2 separate regions of the Arachis hypogaea genome follow, and region 1 is linked to region 2. A link is a contact called in public Hi-C data. All regions are on one chromosome and are shown on one strand. The core of a region is the stretch at or near the end of the contact, and the rest is flanking DNA. Distances in the headings are between cores, read along the strand shown.

Evidence for each region. Hi-C and Micro-C count contacts between places; a contact is called where the count stands out from the background.
Region 1: a contact with region 2 is called in a Hi-C map of leaf, with 5 times the contacts expected there. The contact joins the promoter of LOC112796391 here to the promoter of LOC112796382 in region 2. A contact is called at or near these places in 2 of 8 Hi-C or Micro-C datasets (both in leaf).

The regions. Positions count from the first base shown.
Region 1 is chr4:15,813,141-15,818,151 of arahy.Tifrunner.gnm2.J5K5, reverse strand. It overlaps LOC112796391 (probable hexosyltransferase MUCI70), which reads right to left and starts at 3,377. Exons shown (of 8, transcript XM_025838824.3): 1 at 3,124-3,377.
Region 2 is chr4:15,613,118-15,618,119 of arahy.Tifrunner.gnm2.J5K5, reverse strand. It overlaps LOC112796382 (peptide deformylase 1B, chloroplastic/mitochondrial), which reads left to right and starts at 1,869. Exons shown (of 8, transcript XM_072233917.1): 1 at 1,869-2,237; 2 at 3,356-3,698; 3 at 3,812-3,950. The coding sequence starts at 3,497.

The sequences.
Region 1 (5,011 bases), core at 2,128-4,627, 200 kb before region 2:
AGATACACACAGAGAGAGTTATGGTAAAGACATTAGATTAATAGAAAAAATTGATAAAGCCAACAAAACAAGAAAGTGTTGGACACGAGAAGAAATGGCCTGACAGGGTCTCAATCAAAACCAAGACTTTGAGATAATAAAGCGGGTAAAAAGAGAAGAGGGTAAAACCCAGATAGAGAATAAGGTATTTGACTATAGTGAGAGTGGGGAGAGTAGTGTCGGTGTGAAAAGGATGGAGATGCATATAATCAAGGTTGCAAGAACCAACTGGTCAATAAACCAATAAAATAATCGATTTAATAATTCTCAGATTCAATCAAGATTCAACCAATTTAATTAAATTATTAAAATTTAATATATAAATTTCAAATAATTAAATTTAATAACTTCTAAGTTAATAAAATTCAAAATTTTATAATTTTACGTCATTCCAACATGCACAGAGTGTTCCCTTCATCGTTTCACGACTTATCGTTTCACGACATGGATGAATGGGAAATTGCGGATCAAAAGATTAGAATAACAAAAATTTCAACAATAATTTTTAATAATCAAGTAATCAGTACCAATGAAAAACACAAATTTATACAGAAACCCAAAGAATCAGCAACAGAATTCAGAATCACAACAAATTTTAACAAAAACTTCTAATCAAGTATTCAATAACAAATCTCAGAATCCAAAGAAAACTCAGCATCCAAAGCTAAAAAAATCCAACAACAGAAAAATTAAACAAAAAAAGAATACAAACTTAACCTCCAAACTAAATTCAGAAGCCAAAAGAAACCAAAAACAGAAAAATTAACCAAAAAATATACAAACTTAACATCCAAACAAAATTCTGAATCATATCAGCAACAAACCCTGTCTCCTGCCTCAGAATACAAAATTAACAACATTCAAATCCACCATAAACCCCAACTCATAACTCCATACAAAATTAACTCAGACAAATTAACTCAACAAAAAAATTCAACAGAATCATTCAAATCAACTATCAACCATTATTTCAACAGATATGTGACCTTGGACAGAGAGGGAAGGGACTCGAAGACAGAGGCTTGACGCGAGGACAGAGACGACGATTTCAGGGCCGACGACGAGACTACACTAGTGGTGGCGGCGGCTGCAGCTCCTCTTTCCTCTGATAGGAGAAGAGGGATGGTGGCTGTGGGCTGCGTTCGAACTTCTGGCGAACAGAGCTTCCACACGCAACGCGGCACCCACGGTCTGTCCCCGGAGGAGAAGAGATCCGCAATGAGTGAAGAGCGATGGTGGCTGCGGCTGCGTTCGAACTTCCAAGGAGGGTTGTCCTTCATTGGATTTTCAGAGAGAAAGAGGGATGGGATGGGCCATAGGGGTATGGCTTGGGGACCTTTTTTTTTTTTTTTTGCTAAACCACTGAACCGGAAAAGTCTTAAAAAACCCGATCGGTCTGACCGTTCACCGATTAATTGCTGGTTCAGCCGATTTTTTGACCAGTATATATATGCGATGTTTTCACTTTAACGTTTCGTGCGTAAAAACGGCTAACGATTTTGTTTATTTTTTTTCCTTCACAGGCTTTTGTTATATTATTATTCTTTAAGTATTATGTACAAGGTTCTGAGAACCGGACTGGTTATCAAACCGCTCTAGTCACTGGTTCACTGGTCCAACCGGTGGTTCAACCGGATAAACCATTTTAGAATAGAATAATAAATAAATTATAAATAAACATCCTAAAATATAATTATAGTGTAATATAAATTTTAAAATATCTTCAAAATTTAAAACACTGCATAAAATATCATCAACCAAATCCATATGACCTTATCAAAATACAAACTCAAAAGTTAAATAGTAAAAAAACATATCTAAATATTAAATCCCAACATCATGATTTATCAATCATCAAAATCTGCAAGAACTTGTTGCAAATTTGCTTTGGCCTACAGCATTCCGCAACAAACAAACCAAAACATTAACCAATAATCACAAAACACTAAACCCTCACCCAACAGTTACAAACAAAGCCAGCAATTACAAACATTAGCACATTATAAAACATTCCAAAACACTAAACCTTCACCCAGCAAAACCAGCAATTACAAAACAAAGCCATCAGTAAATTTGAACAAAAAAATTAAGAGCCATCAGCAACTAGTAATTGCAAAACAGAGCCATTAGTAAATTTGGACAAAAATTTCAGACTAAATCAATAAATTTGAAACAAAAGAGTTGGAAGAAGATGCTGATAAAATAAGTCAGCAAAGTGGTCAGCTTAGAATCCACTGTTTCCTCACAGTTAGCTCTTGTAGTGAGATGAAAAGCACAAACTGATGAACTTAATGCTCTTATTAAAGTTCTTGAATGTGATAACAGTAAAACAAGTTAATGCTCTTATTAAAGTTTTTGACAAAAATTTCAGCCTAAATCCAGCAATTTCAAATCAGTAAAACACTAAATCAGACTATCAGAGCCAGCCACCCGTAAATTTGAAAAAAAAAATTTACAGCCATCACCATCACCAACTAACAAATACAAGACAAATCCATCAGCAACAGCCAATTACAGAAGATTACAAGAAAAATGGAACCACCATGATTGAACAACAATTTCAGAACTTCAAAAGAAGAAGCGGAGGCCACTAACCGAACGGCAACCGGCAACAAACAAAGCCAGCAAAAACCAGCAACATTCAGCAACAAACAAAGCCAGCAAAACCAGCAATAATTAGAAGCCAGCAACTACAAATCAAAGCAAAACCAGCAACTACAAATCAAAGCCATTAGCAAATGTGAACAAAAAAATTTGGAGCCATCAGCAACCAGTAAACCAGTAAAAGTGTAAAACACTAGCCAACGAGCAATTAGAAAACACTAAACAGAGTAACAATAAATTTGAAAACAGAGAAAACACTAACCTGGGTAATTAGTTAATTACAGATCCATCGACAAATACATTCAGAAACAAACTTCAAACCAAGACCCAAGAAGAAGAATTGAAGAAAAACGGAACAAAAATTGAAGAAGGCCGAAGAAGAAGATCGAAGAACAACAACTTCAGAGCTTCAAAGTTCAAGCCAAGAACAAGACTAAACATTCAGTGAAGAACTGAAGATGAAGACGAGAAGCCACTAACCTGGGTTCCGTGCCGAGAAGCCGGCGAAGATGAAGACGACGTGCCGATCTACTGGGTTCCGGACACGGGGAAGAGGAAGAATCGGCGGCGCTGAGGACCTAGGGACGGCGGCGGCGCTGAGGATCCGGGAATGGCGACGGCGATGAAGGGCTAGGGTTTTTTATTTTTCCTTTCTTCAGAGTTCTCCAGGTGTGACGAATGTTGGGGGAAGAAGAGGGGGTGTTGGGTCTCGAATGCATTATTGCATTTGCTTCTGTTTTCTTTTTTTTTTTAAAATAAAAAACGGCGTCGTCTTATCCGAACCGGCCGGTTGCCGGTCCGATCCAACCGTCCGGTTTTTGACCGGTTCGCCAGTTTTTGAGTAGATTTTCTATCAGTGATTTTAGATAGTAGATCGGACTGCTTTTGTTATCGGTTTACAGTTGAACCGGCCGGTCCGGTCTGGTTTTTAAAACTTTGATTACGTATGTATCTATCTTTAAGTGCATGTTTGGGCGCCATTATTTTGTTAAAAAAAGATCTTTTTCAATGAAAAAAGATCTTTTTTTATTTTTTAACATGTTTGGCAAATTTCTAGTAGTAAAAGTAAAAGTACCAGTAAAATCAAAAAAAGATCTTTTTTGAGAAGCTGTAATTTACATCTTTTTTTAAAAGATTTTTTCCTTAAAAAAGATGTTTTTCATGTAATAAATAAACAAAAAAATACTTTTATATTGTTATACCCAAACATAATTGATATATAAAAAGACCTTTTTACATGAGATATCCAAACATAAAATTACTTTTACTTCTCTATAAGATCTTTTAAAAAAAGATAACTCAAAAAAAGATCTTTTCTTATAAGCTCACCAAACAAGCCCTAAAGTGTACTAGTATCTCACTACTTTTAATTCATGATTATAGCGTAAGGTTTTGGCTTGGTTTGGCCGGTCCACCACCACCACCACCAACACCAAGGTTGCGAGGCGGCGATGCGGCGAGGCAGCGGCAGTGGCTCGCGTCTCCTCTCTCCCTCGCGATCCCCAACGGCGACGGCCACGACGACGGCGACGGCGGTTCCAAGATTTGCCGCTGCCGCCCCCCTTCCCCCTCCCCGTCTCCCCTTCCCCCACCCCCACCTCCACCCCGCGTCCTTTCCCCTCCCTCCTACACGCGTTGAGAAGATAATTTTGTTGGTAGTGGTGAGGGTATTTTTGTCTAAAAAAATTAAAAATGACGATTTTAATACGAAAAAAACGTTAAGGATGATTCTAAATCGAAAATTAGATGAGGGACGGTTTCGATTTTCAGCTTCAACGTTAGGGACCAAAACAATACTTACCCCTTTTTTAAAGCAGGGGTAGTTTAGAAATTAAATTAAAAATTTAAATAAAAAGGACGATTTTAATATGGAAAAAACGTTAAGGACGATTCTAAATAAAAAATTAGATGATGGACGATTTCGATTTTGGCGCTAAACTTTTGGGACCAAAATCATACTTACCCTTTATATATTTGTACGCAATAATTAATTGATGATTAATTTTTAATATACATATAATATGATATGGTTCGATTATATAAACATAGGCATAAAAGATACTTCATTTTTTGTATGTGGTATGGCTAGACTTTAATTTTGACCAAGAAAAAGTATACAAAAATTAAGATAATTAGCATATATTGGTAATATAAATTTACCAATTAAAAATTGGCATATAATTTATTTTAAAAATAGAATTTAATTCAAATTTTCAAAAAAAAAATTAGTTTAAAATATTCTTAGAAAGAAAAATCAAACTATCAAATGTAAATTCTAAATTCAATTTAAATATTTATGAAACTAACCACAAAGATGTAATTAATCTCATATAAATTTTATTTTATCATGTAATTATATATTTTTAAA
Region 2 (5,002 bases), core at 620-3,119:
TATAATTACTTAATTAATTAAAAAAAATTTGATAACTAAAAATTTTTAGCCATAATTAATTAAAATTTTTTAAATTTTACTTTATTTATATAATTTAATAATATTTATTAATATTTTTTATTTTTTATCTCACTCTCTTATCAATTTGTTTATTATATTTTTATTAGTTTCACTTATTAATGATATTAATTATAATATCATATCTCTAATTATTAGACATTTTTATAATTATTACTTAATAATCTCTTTTATAATTTAAATTTTATATTTAAAAATACAATAAAAACTAATACTAATAAAAAATAGTAATAATAATATTTATTAAATGAAATTGTTGTCAGTCAACCAATTTTCGAAAATATAACCACGCTAGCTTTGATGAAGTATGGTAATAAATTGATGGTGGATTTTATGGTGTAGAAGGAGAAAATTTTCTACACCTATATATATTTGTTGTCAATAGAAAAAGGTACCAAGTGTTTAGAGAGAGAAAATTTAAAAACAATATCTACCATTATTTTGTTAAGTTGTAAAATGTTTTCAATTTTTTGTTTTTTGACGTGCAAGAAGAAATTTAATAGTTAAATATAATAAATATTTATTTAATTAGTGATTATAAAATTAATATTGGACCTTTATTTGAATTTTTTTGTTTTTGTAAAATTTTATTTATTTTGAATCAAACCATATTTATAAATAAAAATTAAAAATACAGGCCTAAATTTTATAAATTACAAGACTTATAAAAAAAAGTCATTAACTTTTTATATGTATTAAAGCATATATTAAGTATGGTGCAGCAGAAAAAAAAAGTCTCCTTCTAAAATGTTCACAAGAAATACATAAAAAAAAATTCTATAGTAATTAGATACATTTTTTGGAATAATAATGAACAAAATTTATTTTAAAATACTAATTAAATTAAATAATTAATTAAAATAACTATCAAAATTTATTAGAAATATGAAAAGGGTAATAATTTGGTTAAAAAATTTGAGAAAATAATATATATTTAGAAAAACAATATGATTACGGTTAAAAGGTTAAAAGATTTTCATAAATAATAGTTCTAGTAAATAATATAAAATTTGTGATATACGTAAATATAATTTTTAATTAATATATATGATTTGAATATTAATTTAAATTTAAATTTATCTATTTTAAATATTAAATAGTATTTTATATTGTATTTTAATTTTTAAGTTGATAGATGAATAATTAATTATTTTTAATTTATTATGTGTTAATTTTTGATTGTGAGATAAATTTAATTATTTCACATATCAAGTATTAAATTTTTTTTTGGTGACTATATCAAATATTAAATTTGATTATATTTACGTATATTGCAAATTTTATATTGTTTACTATAATTATTATTTATGAAAATGTTTTAATCTTTTAAACCTTAATCATTATCCAAAATAAATAGAATTCCCAAAAAAAGTCTAATATCATTTTTATAATCATTAATTAAATAAATATTTAGTTATTAAATTTCTTCACGTGTTTCAAGGAGTAGCAAAAAAAACAAAAAATAAACTCTGCAATTTATCAAAACAATAGCAGATATTGTCTTTTAAATTTTCTTTCTCTAGACACCTGGTAGTTTTTTTATTGACAACAAATATATATAGGTGTAGAAAATTTTCTTTTTCTACACCATAGAATTCACCTTTTATTAAAGGTACTTGTTAACATGATTCTAAAAACTGGACCGTTCGATTGAATTGGTCCAACTTTGAACCGGAAGTTAATGCAGTTCGGTTTAATGATGAAGACCGTTCAACATAAAACTGCCCGGCCGATCGGATCGAATCGGGATCCGGCCGGTTTTGATGAAACGTCGTCGTTTTAAATTTGACGCTTGGGGATCCAACTATCCTACTCTTCCTCCTTGCTCAGTCTCCTACTCCCTCGAGCCCCATTCCTCAGACTCTCTCCTCTCTCAACTTTCTCCCCTAGGTCACAGTCTCACCCACCGCCGCAAGGAGAGCCTCAGCGCCGCCGTCCGTTGCGCTAAGGAGCCACCGTGTCTTCCTCCGTTGTGCCTTGTTTCCCCCAACCCCTTCTCCAATCTCCTTCCTTCAGAAAGCAGAACTGTCCTCAAACCTAGCCTCCACCACCGCCGCAAGGAGTGAGCCACTGTCGCTGTCCGTCGCACTCAGGGGCTCCTCTCTTCATCTGTCGGCGTTCTCCAAGTCTCCAAACCCTGTTCGCTCTCACCAATCCAGGTGCGCAGCTTCTTCCTCGAGCTCGCTCTCCATCAGTCCAACACTTCTGCTCGGCCGCGCTTCTGCCTCCCTCCGTCGTGGTTGATGTTTATTAAAATTGTGCTGAAAATTTTGTTAATGGCTTCATTTTTTAAAAAAATTTTGTTATCCGTTCTTCATTTTTTTTTGCTCAGAACATTGTTTTTCTACTCAGATTGAAATTTGCCTTATGGAATGATTAACTATGCTCGTGCTGTATTATTCTATGCTGTGGATTGAATCATTGAGTTGAATGATTAGTTGATTTTAGTTCACTGGTTAATGTTTGTTAAAATTGTTCTGAAAATTTTGTTAATGGCTTCATTTTTAAAAAAAAATTTCGTTATCTGTTCAGTTTTTTTCTCAGAACATTGTTTTTCTACTCAGATTGAAATTTGCCTCATGGAATGATTAACTATGCTCATGTGCTATATCGTTCTCTGCTGTCGATTGAATCATTGAGTTGAAAGATTAGTTAATTTTAGTTCACTGGTTAATATTTGTTAAAATTGTGTTGAAAATTTTGTTAATCTATATTAAAATTATACTGAAATTTTTGTTAAAAATTTATCAGGGAACAAGTAAATTATGCCAAAAATTTATTAAAAAAATTTAGAGAAAAATCCAAAATAGCCTGACAATTACCTTGAAAGACAACGAGATAATTGTCAGGACCGAGTGGGGTATTCACTCTTAAATTTATGATCAACTTTTTGTTAACAAAAAAGTAAATTGATCATAATTAGCCATTTAGTTCAATGAAAAAATATATGAATTGAATTAAATTTCTTCTATTTAAATTGATGAGCTCAAAGATTATTAATACATTTTATGATTTATAATTTTAGTTATAGATGATAGTATCAATCAATAAGTATTGGGTGATAATAATGTATTTGTGGATAATAATTTGATTGATGATATTTTATGTAGTGTTTTAAATTTAGAAGATATTTTAAGGTTTATATTAGATTATAATTAAATTATAAAGTGTTTATTTATAATTTATTTATTATTTTATTATAAAACGGTTTTTTTGGTTAGCCCAATAAACTGAAGAATCAATGACTAAACGGTTCAATGACTAATTCGATTTTCAGAACCTCGGGTTGTAACAAGTCAAAGGCACCGCCAATCTCCTTCCCCAGGTCAATATCACGTGCTGAAAATATTTGGCTTCATCACCTTAGGATTGGCCTAAAAGGAAACCTTGCAATCGTGCAACCAAACCTTGTCCGATTATGGCTTCAGCGAAGTTTCTCCGCTCAAGTCACCTTCATATTCATGGTGGTTTTACCTCTGCGCTTCCCGCCATTCCACCCTTCTCACACAACCGTCTCACCTCGCTCGACCAGGTTTACTTCTCTACGAACTGGTCCTTGCCTCCTCTGTGTGCGGTGTCCAAGATTGGTTTCTCAGCAACTAAAGATGAAGCCGCTTCTTGTAAGTTTCTCTACTCAGCTCCACCGAATCCCATCCCCATGCCACCACTTTTTCTAATACTTTCACATTGAGTTCAAACCCCATTCCTTATGTGATTGTGCGCTCTTTTTTAGCTGGTGATATTGAATTCGAGGCGCCATTGAAAATTGTACAATATCCAGACCCGAAATTGAGGGCAAAAAATAAACGCATAGTTAGCTTCGATGATAATCTGAAGAGTCTCGCCCGCGAGATGTTTGATGTAATGTACAAGTAAGCACTTTTCCAATACTATCCTCCCTTAGTACTAAGTCTTTGTTTGAATGGTTTGCTTCATTATTATAACAAAACTTTGATTTTCTTTCATTTGAGAGATATTTTAAGGGAACAAAAAATGCTATTAGAACATCAAAGTCAACCACAAAAATCAACTACTAGTATAAGGTAAAGTATATTTTAGTCCTTAAAGTTTATTAAAAATTTTAAAAATACTCCTAAGTTTTATTTTGTTTTAATTTTGTCTCGGAAGTTTTTTATTTGCATCAAATATACTCCTGGTTACTAATCTTTCAAATACCCTTGAACCAATTCAGTAACAGTTTTACAAGAATAACCTTTAACACAAGTAAACCAGACATAGTTGTCATGAATTATTGCTGGATTGATTCTAAATTTAGTTGTGAGTGGTTTATTTGATACAAATCGATAACTGGGATAAAATTGAAACAAAATAAAATCTAGGAGTATTTTTGAAACTTTTGACAAGCTTTAGGAACTAAAAATATACTATAAAATACATGTTAGAATATAAATACACATTGAAAATGAGTTACATCGCATGTATTTTATACACAAATGCATGGTTGCTAATTTTGGTGTGCACTTAGCTTGGATGGGATGGAAATTATACTTTTTCAGATACCAAAAATGGTGGCTTAGGTGGAATCATAATTTTAAAGTAGCATTAGTGACTTGTGTTGAGATGGTTGCATTGAGTAATTCTTAACTTCATTGTCTAGAAAAACAGTTGTTTTTTACTGTTTTTAAGCAAAGGATCTATATTTTAACTTAACGGCAAGTTTGACAGTTCAAAAGCTAAGTTTGACAGTTCAAAAGCTGTATTTTTGTTTGGGAGTTGGGACTTTTGGAGACTGTCCCAACACACACAATAGTGATGTTAGACAACGATATATTATTCCCTACTTGCTATAGAAAGCTGGGGAAAAAATGAAGAAAAACAGTGGTATATACAAATGTATAACATAGGTTGGTGGATGATGTATTGGAGCCTAGCTTATTGTTGTTATTTGGCCATTGCATGTATG